Regions from separate parts of the Zea mays genome. Here region 1 is linked to region 2. The links are chromatin contacts, called in public Hi-C maps. All regions are on one chromosome and are shown on one strand. Each heading gives the region's core, a stretch centred on a gene start, on an enhancer-like site or on the middle of the called end of the contact. The rest is flanking DNA. Distances are from core to core; before and after follow the strand shown. Region 1 holds the start of LOC100192006. Region 2 holds the start of LOC100284935.

Region 1 (6,513 bases), core at 2,644-5,143, 210 kb after region 2:
GGCCTCATTGGGAGCCTGTACTGGAGTTGCGATGGCATGGGAGGCGGCATAGAATGTTGAGCGGGCCAAGTTGGTTGCCCGTGCATCTGCATTGGAGGGGGGAATTGTCCAACAGGTGGTGGAGGTGGTTGCCGAATGTGTTGAATCTGTCCAGGAATTGTGCCATTGCCATAAGGCCGTGGCACAGGCGGACCACCATTTGGATGACCTTGGGTCGGCGGACCACTTGCAAACATTGTGTGTGGCCTATTCTTTTGAGATCCTGGATTGTTTGCTGCCAGCAGTCTCTCTGTCAATGGTAAACAACATATTTGATCACTGTGAGTGTAAAAATACTCATGGAGGAGCTATAGAATGTGGAAGGACAATTCAGTTGAAGAATTTCATATATATCCTGTTTTTAAGGGCTATAATAACTTCTTTGCAATCTAGCTCTAACCCCTGTTTGGCAGAGCTTCAGCTCATTTTTTTTAAGCTGGGCCAAGCAGAGTTCAAGACCAGAATGCAAATTTGACTTGGATATACATATAATACAATTTGCTTGGAGACTTTGGATTAGTTTGAAATAAAAATATTCAGTGAATTGAAGAGTAACCATATGATGGTATCAACTGGATCAATTAGATCGTCAAAACACATTACCTGCTGGTGTGCCATGGCGTTCTCCTTTCGTGTCTTTCTTGTAAGCATAAGAGACAGTGATTGGGCGGTTGCACAAATGTTGGTTGTTCATGGCCTGAAAATATAGCAGAGAAAGCAGCATGAAACAAATGCCAGACAGCTAGAACCACTGCAAATTGAAATACAGGAAATCAGTGTGATGACTCCATTACCTCTATTGCTTGGTCAGATGATTCAAAGGACTCATAGCTCACAAAGCCAAAGCCTCTAGAATTTCCTGTTTCAGGATCTCGCATTATCTTCAAACAAAAGAAAAAGATCAATACATTACTGCAGGTGACAACTATGCTTCTTAAAATAACAGACACTGCAACAGATCAGGTGTTACTCCTAACACCATCTTTAATTTTATAATAGATCTTACAAGACGATTGATTAGATGAGTTTATCTTAGGAAAATGCACACATTAAGTTATACCCAGAATGCCCCAAAAGATCTATGAGCAATATCAAATGGGATAATGGTTACCATGATTTTAGCTCATCTACTCTCTAAGCTATTATTGTATTTTGTACAAATGAAAGCAAATAGCGCTACCAACTGATGGGCGCTTAATAACTTGAAACTGACTAAAACACTGTTACACATAAGTTACATGGCACAAGACCTGGAAAATAATTGGATTATTACTCAGCCAGGGAGGGAAAGACCGCCCTCCCGGTATTATATTAAAAAGAGACCGAAACATGGTCCCGGCTGAGAAAATCTCCGAACACTACCCCATCACTAGTGGGCCGTCACCACCCACTCTGCAACAACCTAGCCAGAGGGTGGCGCGCATGACTTAACCCGAGAGCGGGCAGGGAACAACGAGGAGATTTTTTACCAAGCCAGAAATTCGACCCCAAGGGGGATCAAACCCGGGACCTAAAGGTGCTACTCGGAAGCCTTAACAATTACGCTAGAGGCCCTTTCGCAAAGTAATTGGATTATGAAATTCAAGTATAGTGAATTCAGATTATTTTATGTGGCCTTCTAAGGCCTTCCTTTTTTTTCCTTCTTAATGTAATGATGTGCAGTTCTCCTGCGCTTTCGAGAAGAAAAAAAACTGTAAACTATCACTTGGATTAGCTTCAGGCATTTATATAATACTGCTACTCGTAAATCAGATATTATGTTCGCCAGTTTGGCTGCTATATAATCAGCAGAAAACAGCAAACCAATATAACTTTGCAAGATTCATGAAGATAAAAGTTGCTGTGTGTCAACTGTCACCTTAGGATTAGTTACAATCACTCCAAATGCACTGAAGGTATCATAGAGGAGCTTCTCATCAACATCCTGTTAACAAAGCAAGCATAAAAATATACTCAGTATTCAGATGAATTGAAGAGCATATAATGAAGAAATTAGGATTTAGGCCTTCACCGGATCAAGATTGCCAATAAACAGATTTGCTCCAACGTCCAAGCTCTTCTTATCCTGGGAAGCCTGGAAAAAGAAACAAAATCATGTTGTGTTCAAATGATATTTGATTTTTCAAAGCCACAATGATAAAATACTACAGATGAAGAGAAAATACCTTGTTTACTCTTATGGGCTTCCCATATAGTTTGATCATGTTCAAAGTCTTAATAGCCTGTAGAAAGCAAACAATTTAGATAAAAGGGTAACTAAATATGAATGTGGGAATAGGGTAAACTATTTGCAAAATAATAGACTTACATAATCTGCATCTTCCTCGCTCCTGAATTCTACAAATCCATATCCCTGGTGTAAGTTTGTAACTCTGTCTTTTGGGACATACACATTCACTACAAATGTAAGAATGGTAATTCTGTTAATACAAAGGAAATGAATTTATTTGATAACCAAAATAAAGAATTCCAATTACATAATAATATAGATCATCAAAAAACAAAAGAAACAAAGAATAAAAAATGCTAAAAGACAATTATGAACAAAACACAAAAATGCTGTTATAGGGAAAGACAAAAGTGTTGCATACAACAAAACTATCATCTCACTACAGAAAAAATAGACCCAGTGCTGGCATCTTCCACATGAATGGAGTCTAGGGAAGAAATAACCAAGGCAAGCCTTACTCCTGCCTTTTGCAGAGAGATTGCATCAAACCCAGGACCTTTTGTCTCAATGGAAATGCTTCTCACCACTGCGTCAGACATGTCCTTCATCATTACAGAAAAAATATATACATAAAATCCACTTACCAACAGGGCCTGCTTGGACAAACAATTCCCATAGAAGCTCCTCAGAAACCTGTCATATATCAAAGAACTATCGGCATCAGTTCGTGATTTACAGATACTGAAGAAACAATATATAGCCATATACTACAGGATGTTTATTGTTTCCTATACATGAGGATTGAGGAGTAAAGATGTGCTCCACCAAGTAACTGCCAATGTAATTAGGTTGTCCGCAGCAGATCGTGCAAATGGTTGTGCAAAACACTTGCATTATAGACTACACTGTTCGTCTGTTCACATAGTGAAGTTAGCGAAGTTTGAAATAGAAGATAGGATGGAAGATACGATGGGTAAGCTGCTGGAGACAGCCTTAAATTGTTCATTCCTGGACTATGGTTCTATTTGTATAGAACCTAGAGAGAAATTGATATGAATCTGAAAGACTAAACAGCAATTTTCATCCCAACCTGACAAATAAGCAGTACACTTTACATATTGTCTAGATTGTAACCTGACAAATGTACTTAAACAACAACGATTGTAACATTACCACTTAGCGAAACACGCACGATTTTTCCAGTGACCGTTCAATCGCAGTCTCAATACTTGTAAAAATCTAGCGTTTGCCGTCACTCACGGTGTCCTTGCAATATGGTTACACCACTCAATATGGTTACACCACTGTACCTTCAATTAAAGAGCAGCTATTTACTCATCCGGGGTCACCAGTTCACACAAGTAATTATGTGCTTTAGGGATAACTTTATCATCGGCGGGGACCTAGGAATCGCAATAGCGAGGGTATGTGGGAACCCTAACCTGAGGGTCGAGGTTGCCGACGTAGGTGGTGGCGTCCTGGTTGCGCTCCGCTGAGTGCTGCCCGAGTAGGTTCGCGCCCACGCCTGGCGCTATGCGGGTCGTCATGGCTGGCTGGCTGGTCCCTCCGTCGCCGCTGCAAGGCGCGGCGGGTCACTGGGTGGCGGCGGAGAGTTCCCGACGAGGCGCCGAGCGACGCGGCGGTGCCAAGGTGAGGTTTTGGTTGAGGTTCTCGGGTCGGGCCAGAGTCCCTGGCTGGCCCAGTTCCACCTCGAGTCAGTGCGGAGAAGGCGGTAAGTGATTTCGGACCACGCTGACCGTCGTCCGTGGGCCTTGCAAATGTTTAAAGACGACCCGAAATGAAGATAAAAAAAAACTTCGCAGCTCTACGTAAAAATAAATGAACTTTGCAAATATGATCATAAAGATGAAGTTAAGAAAGTTGCAATCCCAATTCATTGCAAATGGCTACAATACTTACATGCGGTGATATTGTTTGGTTTAAGAAACGAGGGTAGTACGAATTTATAGAACACCAAGTTATTAAATTGAGAAATATATTTTAAAAAATTCTCAATTTTAGGGACCACACGTGCATTTAACTTATTTTAATGTGAATTCTATTGCATAGGTTAGATCAAGATATCCAATATCACCGTACTTATACTATAGATTTTTATGACAAAATAAGTGGCTCATGGATTGATCTCACATCTTGGAAGACTGCTCTACCATCCCATTTTATAGTCCAAAGGAGTGTCAAGCTTACATGTATATGCTTCTTGTGGGCTCTACTTGTTATTAGATCAATTGTCTCCATACCATGTTGTCATTGTAATCATGGAGCATGTGTTAGTATAATCATACCCCGTGAGGTTACAAACCAAGGGTTAACCCAAAGTGTGAACAACATATTAATGAAGCTCGGTACAGTTCCTCATACCATTTGTTACAATATAATACCCATGTACTACGAAGTCATGGCTATAGGGCTAGGGATGGCAACGGGTACATCAGGTAGTACCATTTCATACTCGTACCCATCAAAAAAATTCTATCTGTCGGGCTACCCATATACACTAACGGTATAGATTCTTACCCATATATGTACCCGCTAGGGAAGTCTTAAAATTCTAATATACCAGTCACTCAAAATATCAAATAAACACACAAAAAAGTTCAAGTTAAAATATCACAAATCATATGATTACATAACTTGATAGCTAAACAAATGATAGCTAGAGAAGGATTTTCTTTTAACTAGATGGTTATAGTGGTATGGTGTGGGTATATTTTATCCATGGGTACACGGGTATGGGTAGTACCAACTCGTACCCATACCCATCTACCCAATGGATAAAGGTTCTTGTCCATTAACGTGCCTGCGGGTAAAGAAATCATCTCGTACCCGCCTTCATATTGGGTAAAATTCGTCAGGTGTTCGAGTTTTGGGTACCATTGCCATCGCTATATAGGACCCTTTCCATCATTGAGAGAAGGCAATATCGTCTCACCAGATATGGTCATAACATGCATGAGTACACTCCCATAGATATGTTGGGTATGTATGCCCTTGAGCGTGTTGTCAGGGTAGAGGCATGCTTGTAATGTCATGTATTGCATTTAATGTGATACAAGGGTTTGATTATTACCATCCTTTCTAAGGTGACTACCATACTAACCATAGGGGTAGGAGCATCTGTGTTTGAAAACACAGAGGACTAGGGAAACTAGCTTAAGCTGATTAGCAACATGTATAGTCCATTCTACTTTATTACATTTCATGGTACATTACGTGTGCACACATGTAATTGTAGGGTTGGTACTCACACTGCATAGTGGTCTCAAGTACCCTACAACATGTCTTATTTTAGTAGGCTAAGTTAGTCTTGTAATGTTGTTCGCAATATATTTAACATGTTATACCCAAGACTTTTCCATTAAGCTATCACTAAGGGATAATTTTCTAGGGCCTTAGATGTGGGTTTTGTGTCTTGCGGCCATACTGACCCTAATGGGCCTTCCTCATCCTTTTTCTTTCAAGATGAGATCAAACTTAGCTATTCTAAATCCTCAACTTCTTCGGGGGGCTCCTTAGCCCTAAAGGGCATGGGTCCTGGCTAACTATCAGTGTTTCGAACCTAGCTCCGACAAGTAAATTTGTGTGTGCATTCTAGGCTTCAGACAGTGTGCATGATGGGCGCAAGATTTATACTGGTTTAGGCGGAACGTCCCTATATCCAATCTTTAGTGGCTCGTGCTATTGGCATCTTTGCTAATCAATGCTCATAGTAGGGGTTACAAGCGGGCTAGAGAGGGAGGAGAAGCTCCCAAGTCTCTTGTGTGGAGGAGGTGGACCTAAAGGCTACAAAGCTGGAGTCCTAACTAAGCCTTGGCCCAACGGTGGGGCTCCGCTCTCTGGGTCTTCACTCCTGGTCCTCATTGATGCGTTCTTCTCGTCGGTCCATGTGTCCTTCGTCTTCTGCGGCCGACCTCCTCCTTTTAAAGGCTAAGGAGGGGGTTGGTCGTCAGTGACTTCCTTGAGAAGGAGTCATTGGGCAATGGTAAAACCGAGTGTTTTACAATGGTGAAGTCATGTTCGTCTATGAGTGACTAGTTGCTTGGTCGTCTTGTATCCTTTATGGTGGATGTCGTGGGATGCGTGTGGCCAAGGTGCCATTATTATCGCCTCGAGCTACGCTGACCCCTGGCCTTTTGAAGCGTCCCAATCCTCTGGGACTCAAATGTGAAACAATTACTAGTCCCAGGAGGCTAGTAAACACATTTATACATCAGATGATTACAGATCTTCTTAAACAACAAACCTATAAAGGTGGCGAACAACTTTAAGAGTTGGTCCACAAC
Region 2 (6,460 bases), core at 2,122-4,621:
TTTTTCAGTTGTCCTCAGTTACGAACGTATGGCAAGCTTGATTTCTACTAGCAGATAAGACTGCGGCAGCATGAACCGTAGCCGCTGATTACTACCGTAGACTTGCATTCACCAAACTGGGAACAGAGGACCAGTGCATCCTTTCCTGTGGGAATCAGGTATGCTGTTATAGCGGTACATGTGGTTCGATAGCTCCCAGCTCCAGTCGTCCTTCCTTGACACCTTCATTGGCGGCCACCGGTTGATCCTCACGTAGTGCTCCCTGATCTGGCCATCGTCGACAAAGCTCGTTATGACCGTGTAGGTGCACTCATGGCCACCCCACACGGCGTCATGAGGGTCTGCACTGTGGTAGCCATCGGGGTGGAAGTAGCGTCGCATAGGTGGACCAGTGTGCTTCCATGATGGATCAAGGTTCCTCCAGTAATCAGGTGCTGCCTGCAGGAGCAGAAAAGAGTAAGCGCTGAAGGAATGCAGCCGGTTGAGATGTTCCTCATCTATGCACCTTGTCATAAGCTTATGATTCTCTCTCTAAAACATATTGAAATGCTACTAAAACTGTAGCATGGAATTCCTATGTTTTTAAAGCATTTTTTTCAGAAAAAATCGTGATTTATTTTGGACAAAAAGAAAGCTGTAATTCAAATGAAAACATCAACAATTTAACCAGATTACATACTTGACAAATGTGCACACATATTCTCAAAGTGACAGACCAAAAAACAAATCTGTGTTCATAAGATACATATGTTTGTTGTATGGATCTCAACAAGATGTGTTAATCAAAACTTATCATTGAGACTATGACCAAATCAGTATATCAAAGTTATAGCCTTTAATTGCCACCATTAAGATATATGCATCGACTCTACCTCAGTGCGCTCAGAAGCTACAACCTCTGAAGAAGCTAGAGAGATGCTGACAGTTGTCATGATCCCATGCATCCATCAGATTGTTACCGACTAAAACAAGTTGAACTCAAAACTAGCAGAGTCAGCTGTACAGTAGCAACCACAAAAAGAATTTAAATATGCAATGCCATATAAGCCCGTAAAAAGAAAAGAAAAAGGGAGGCAATTTAACCAAAATAAAACTTACTATGGTGAAACGATATTCCCACGCATGATCGCAGAGATCCTCTTTTGTGATCCGACTCTGAACAAAAGAATGATGTACTTTATGCTGAGAGTGATGGAGGAGTGAAATGTATGTACTTAAGAGTTTACTTTCAGCTTCAGGATAAATCAAATAGATAACCAAAGAGAACTTCCCCAATATTACCACTGTATATATGAATGGCACAAAATAAAATAGATGCCTAAACAATATAACTAACATTATTCCCAGAATCTGCAATATAAATGATCTACAAGAGTACATCAGCACAATACATTATGCATTCTATTGATGTTCATCCACTGCACTGTTGATCCCATAGATGAAAAAAATGCTTGTACTCACCCGTTTCCCATCCATAATGACCATTGAATATGTAGACAACTTGGATCCAGTGCGGATCGATGTTAAACGTGGGATATGAGCCTTTCCCGCCATCAATTCAGTACACTACAAGCAAAATGATTAGGACCTGCTGTGTATCATGAACGAAAAATACAGCTATATACATATTGCCACAGTTTTCTTCTGCCCCCTCCTTTTCCTCCAATATGGTCTGCCTAGTCTCAGTTTTGGTATTTACCATTTTTGTTTCCTTGATCTAGAAGGAGATGCAATCAAATACTATATTTTTCAACCCTAGTATGTTATATTGGATATTCGACTTCTGTTAACATCAGTGACTGTTTTCCCATTCGTGAGAGTGAAAATTCAAGACACTGAAAAACATATTCCATTTTTTATATGATTTCCAGTCTTTTTTAGGGAAGCAGAGATTTTAAAATTTTAATATGCCAAAATTTCATAATCACCAAGCTAACCAAGAAATACAAATTATTTGGGATGGTCAAATGAAAGTAGTCATTTAAATACTATTAATGGCCTCATTGGTGTATTAGTCATTTAAATACATCCCATGAACAGTTTAACAAAGCTGTGGATACGGGTCCATTCATAGCATCAATTTTAACTGCCAGTGGTATAAACGTGATTAATGTCTTGGACAACACACATTTTGCTGAAAACCCATATGATTCAGAAAATATTACAATGAGGCCAAAAACAGAAATTTACACATGAAACAAAAAAAAACCGTAAAGATAGAATCAATGGATATATTTCTTTTTTGTACCATTTCTTATGTCTATATTCGTTTCAGCTAAACTTTGAAGCTGTGGCTGTGGCTATGAGCTCGCTCACAAAACACTGTGCTAGCAGCTGTGGGTGGCTGCTGCAGCCGTCACTTTATAAGAGCCGAACAGCTATGGTCCATGAAACAAACAATTGTTTCTGCAGCATGTCAGTGCCACTAAAAGCTTCTTTCTTTGGATACATTAACGAAACATACATAGCTTGCTTGATTTGTCACGTTATTAGTACCACTGGGGACTGAATCAGCATCAACGTTTTTGGAAACCATATAATGATATTGTCATGGAAAGTAGATCCCCGGAAAGGAGGGGGGGCCTACACAAAAACTGCAAGGCCAAAAATAACGCCTTTGGCCATGTCAGCAAGCAGCTGCGCAGATCAGTTAATAATGCATGTCCTCTGCCTCTGCGCTCCTAGCTACGAAATTTAGGGATTTTCACCCCAGTCCAGCAGTGCCGTCAGTCTCATTCCTATCCCAGCAAACTTGAGCACCAAGGTGCTCGATCGATTGCTCGAGGGAATTGTAAGGCTTCCTATTCTCGTCACCGCAGAGCAAATCGTCGAACTGGAGCAGGAGCACAACCTACGCACGCAGGCCAACGAACGCGAAATATAAAGGAGTGCGAGAGGACAGTGGAAGAAGGCCCGAACCATAGGTGCCCAGAGGCGGTTGTCTGCCGCTACCCCGCGCCAAGCGCAGGAGACTGCGGTGCATCGTGCCACGCTGCGCGCGTCCAGGAACTCCATCACCCGCCCCATCACATCTTCCCCAAGCGCCTCAACGGGGTCGCTCGTCCACCCCACCTGCCTCTCCTTCTCCCTCTTCCTGCCCCTCTTCCGCCTCTCCCACTCCTCCGCCGCTCGCTTCCGCTTCCGCTCCCGCTCCGCCATGCGGTCGCCTGGAGGGGAGGTCGGTTGCGGGCGCCGCGGCCGGTGAGAGTGGCCGACTCCGAGTGAGTCGGTGCTTTGTGTGTGGGGACTGGGGTACAGCGGAATAGGAATAGGAAAGAACCGTGAGGGATCAGCCTGGTGGGACCGTGCCGTCATCGCGTCGTATGTATCGCCTGCGGCCTGCTCCGTTCTTTCTTGGACTGGGAGGCATCGTCTTCGTCTCGGATCGTGGTGGTTCCCTGCCACGTCGGATGGGCTCATGTAAGTAAAGCTGGTTCTTGTTACAAAACATTTTGTAAATGTGATCTAATCCATCCATCTGTCATGATGACAGTTATTTCCCAAAGGACATATTCCTTGGGAACTTTTGTATAAATACTACAGTATACTGCAATAAATAACTATCCCTATCATTTGTCTCTCTCTTTTGTCTTTCTCCATTTGCCACTGAGCACTGCAATAGAGTTCAACACGTTATCATCACTGTCTCAAGGGAGAAATCAGAAAAAAGGAGGGAAGAACTCTTGATGTTCTTGCAAAGAACATCAACTTCGATCTGCAAATCAATTGCAAGGTATGGAGCATACCGTTTCCATGCGCATACGCCATATGCGCGAAGTTCTGCACATTGTTGATGATGCCATGTTGGAGGCGTTTGCTGTGGGGCTAGACGCTGCACTTCCACCAGTGCACGTCATCCCTGAACGCCGTGTGCAAGTGCAAAACATGCACTTCTGCGTTCTCCATGGATGGACAGCGGTGGTTCCGCTGCCGGTGGTGGAGTGCGGACTCCCCACTGCATCCCCGTCACCACCGGTGCCGGTGGTTGACGCGGGGTCGTCTACATCCGCTCCCATGGACGTCGATTTGGCGGCACCACCGTCGCCTCCGCCCACTGCAGAGGCAGTTACTCGTCGTTCACCATCTCCGTCAGCGCCCGTGGTCGTCGGAACCATCGCTGCCCGTCGTGGGCAGCCCCCTCGCGTCGTCGATGCTCCACGCGGACGCGTCATCCTCACTGGCCACCGCCCAAATGGGGTGGCCCCATCTTCCTCCTCTAATGGGAGGGCCTAATGGGCCTCTGTCCGGCCGGTGGCGGTTGCCGCCACGACAGCCGGTGGGGTGGGGGAGCGGCTTGGGCACGGACCGCGGTGGCCGCCTGGCGGATCTTGCGCTTGGCGGCGCGGACCGGCGTGGTCGGATCTGGCTCTGCGCGGCACGCCCCAGCGCGGTCCTGGCCAGGACGCGGCCCCGCGCTAGACAGGCGGCTGGGGGCTGGGCATAGCCCTACGAGGCGCTCGGCGCGGCCTCCTCAGCAGCGCTTGGCGCAGCCCGGCGGCTCTTCCCAGAGAAGGCAGGCATGGCTCCCCTGCACGGTCGCGAGCCCGGCTCCTAGTTCGGGTCACGCGCTCGGTGCGGATGCTCGGCCACGGCCGCTGCTCGGAGCGGCATAGCGGCCCGACGGCCTCAAGCCAGGCGCGCGGGCGCAAGGACGCGGTGGGCCGCGGCCGCAGTGGCTTGCTCGCGGCGGATCCTGACGCGCTCCTCGGAGGATCCTGGCGGTCCGGCTTCCTGGTGGGCGCGTAGGTGCGGCTCCCTGGGTGGCGCGGCCAGGAGCATGTCCGGTTTCTCCTGGCGGTGGCCAATACCACCTGGTGCACACGGCGGCGGCTACAGGGGCGGTTAGGGTTGGAAACCCTAGCCGCCCCCAACTGATATAGGCATTTTGGGCCCCTGGTGGGCCGTCTGGGCAGGCCAGGCTAGCTGGGCCGGTGTGCAGGCCGCTAGGCCGCTGCCTGGTCCGCCTGGCAGGCCGCCTGGGCTGTTTTCCAGGACCCAGAATGGTCTATTTTATCATTTTTAATTCTAAATTTCAGTATAAGACTCTGTTTTATATGTAATTTCAGTTCAAAGTTATCTTAGGCGTCTAAATTCGCTATTTAGACTGCAAATATTGTAAAGACATATCTGTTTTATTGTGAATATAGCAGATTTTAGTTCGTGAATTATTATTTGTTTTTACATTAATAGTTCACATATCTCTACTTGCTATTATTTTTGTATTCATTTATATTTGCATATAAATATAGCATTTATTAAGTTCATACTTAATAAAACCTCATGCAAAAAATAAAATTACATTATTTTGGATTAAGAGCATAGAGAGATAGAGTCCTAAGCATTGGCTGCACTAAATTCTTTTATAGAATTTAGTAGCCCAGAGACCGTGCTTGATGCAGCATTTGGAATGCCTATCTCTATGAGGTCTACATCTCTCGAGATGATTACCTATACGTGCTATCCAAAATAGCAGGATATGGAGTTCTTGAATTTTACTTTGATAATTAGTTGAGCATGGGTAGTGGAGACCTAAGCATTGGCTGCGGTTTGTTCATCCATGAACTTATCAGCCCAGAGACCGTGCTTTTAGGCAGCAAGTTTCTTGCCCACTACTAGGAGATCTACCTCATTAATTTGAGGATTATCTATACAATGCTCACTAGTATTCAAAGTATTTATTCAATTGGAAGTTTTGGAACCTTCAGGCAACTCATATCACATGTAAGAGTTATTGAATTTTACTTTGATAATTAGTTGAGCATGGGTAGTGGAGACCTAAGCATTGGCTGCGGTTTGTTCATCCATGAACTTATCAGCCCAGAGACCGTGCTTTTAGGCAGCAAGTTTCTTGCCCACTACTAGGAGATCTACCTCATTAATTTGAGGATTATCTATACAATGCTCACTAGTATTCAAATTATTTATTCAATTGGAAGCTTTGGAACCTTCAGGCAACTCATAACACATGTAATTTTAAGGTTTTTGCATTTGAGCTTACAACATCACCATTGTGACTATTAATTTATACGTAAATAAATGGATGTCCATGGTCATGACTGTAGGAACATGTCAACCAAAGAGTTCGAGGAACTCGCCCTTGATGGGCATAACTACCCAACTTGGGCTTCAGATATTGAAATAACTTTTGCTTCTCGTGGGACCACTGATGCTATAGCAGCACCTATCACTGGTACTGATCCAGTCAATGAGGTGAAAAAGAACATAACACTTTTCCTTTTGAGGCTTTACATCCATAAGGACCTTAAGCAGGAGTACCTTATGGAGAGATACCCTCATAACTTGTGGAAAGCTCTCAAAGAGCGCTATGAACAACAGATGGAACTCATATGGCCGTCAGCCAACCATGAGTGGAACCACCTTCGACTGCAAGATTTTAAATCTGTTGCAGAATATAACCATGCTCTTCATAGCATTTGTTCTAAATTGAAGTTGTGCGAGA

The links. Hi-C and Micro-C count contacts between places; a contact is called where the count stands out from the background.
Region 1: a contact with region 2 is called in a Hi-C map of endosperm, with 2.7 times the contacts expected there. The contact joins the promoter of LOC100192006 here to the promoter of LOC100284935 in region 2. A contact is called at or near these places in 2 of 25 Hi-C or Micro-C datasets (ear and endosperm).

Annotation. Positions count from the first base shown.
Region 1 is chr5:32,557,014-32,563,526 of Zm-B73-REFERENCE-NAM-5.0, forward strand. It overlaps LOC100192006, which reads right to left and starts at 3,894. Exons shown (of 9, transcript NM_001137430.1): 1 at 3,652-3,894; 2 at 2,854-2,902; 3 at 2,348-2,436; 4 at 2,205-2,261; 5 at 2,051-2,113; 6 at 1,898-1,963; 7 at 834-920; 8 at 643-736; 9 at 1-289. The coding sequence starts at 3,756.
Region 2 is chr5:32,349,687-32,356,146 of Zm-B73-REFERENCE-NAM-5.0, forward strand. LOC100284935 reads right to left here and starts at 3,372. Exons shown (of 4, transcript NM_001400625.1): 1 at 2,920-3,372; 2 at 1,462-1,566; 3 at 1,099-1,155; 4 at 1-438. The coding sequence starts at 3,159. The coding sequence ends at 109.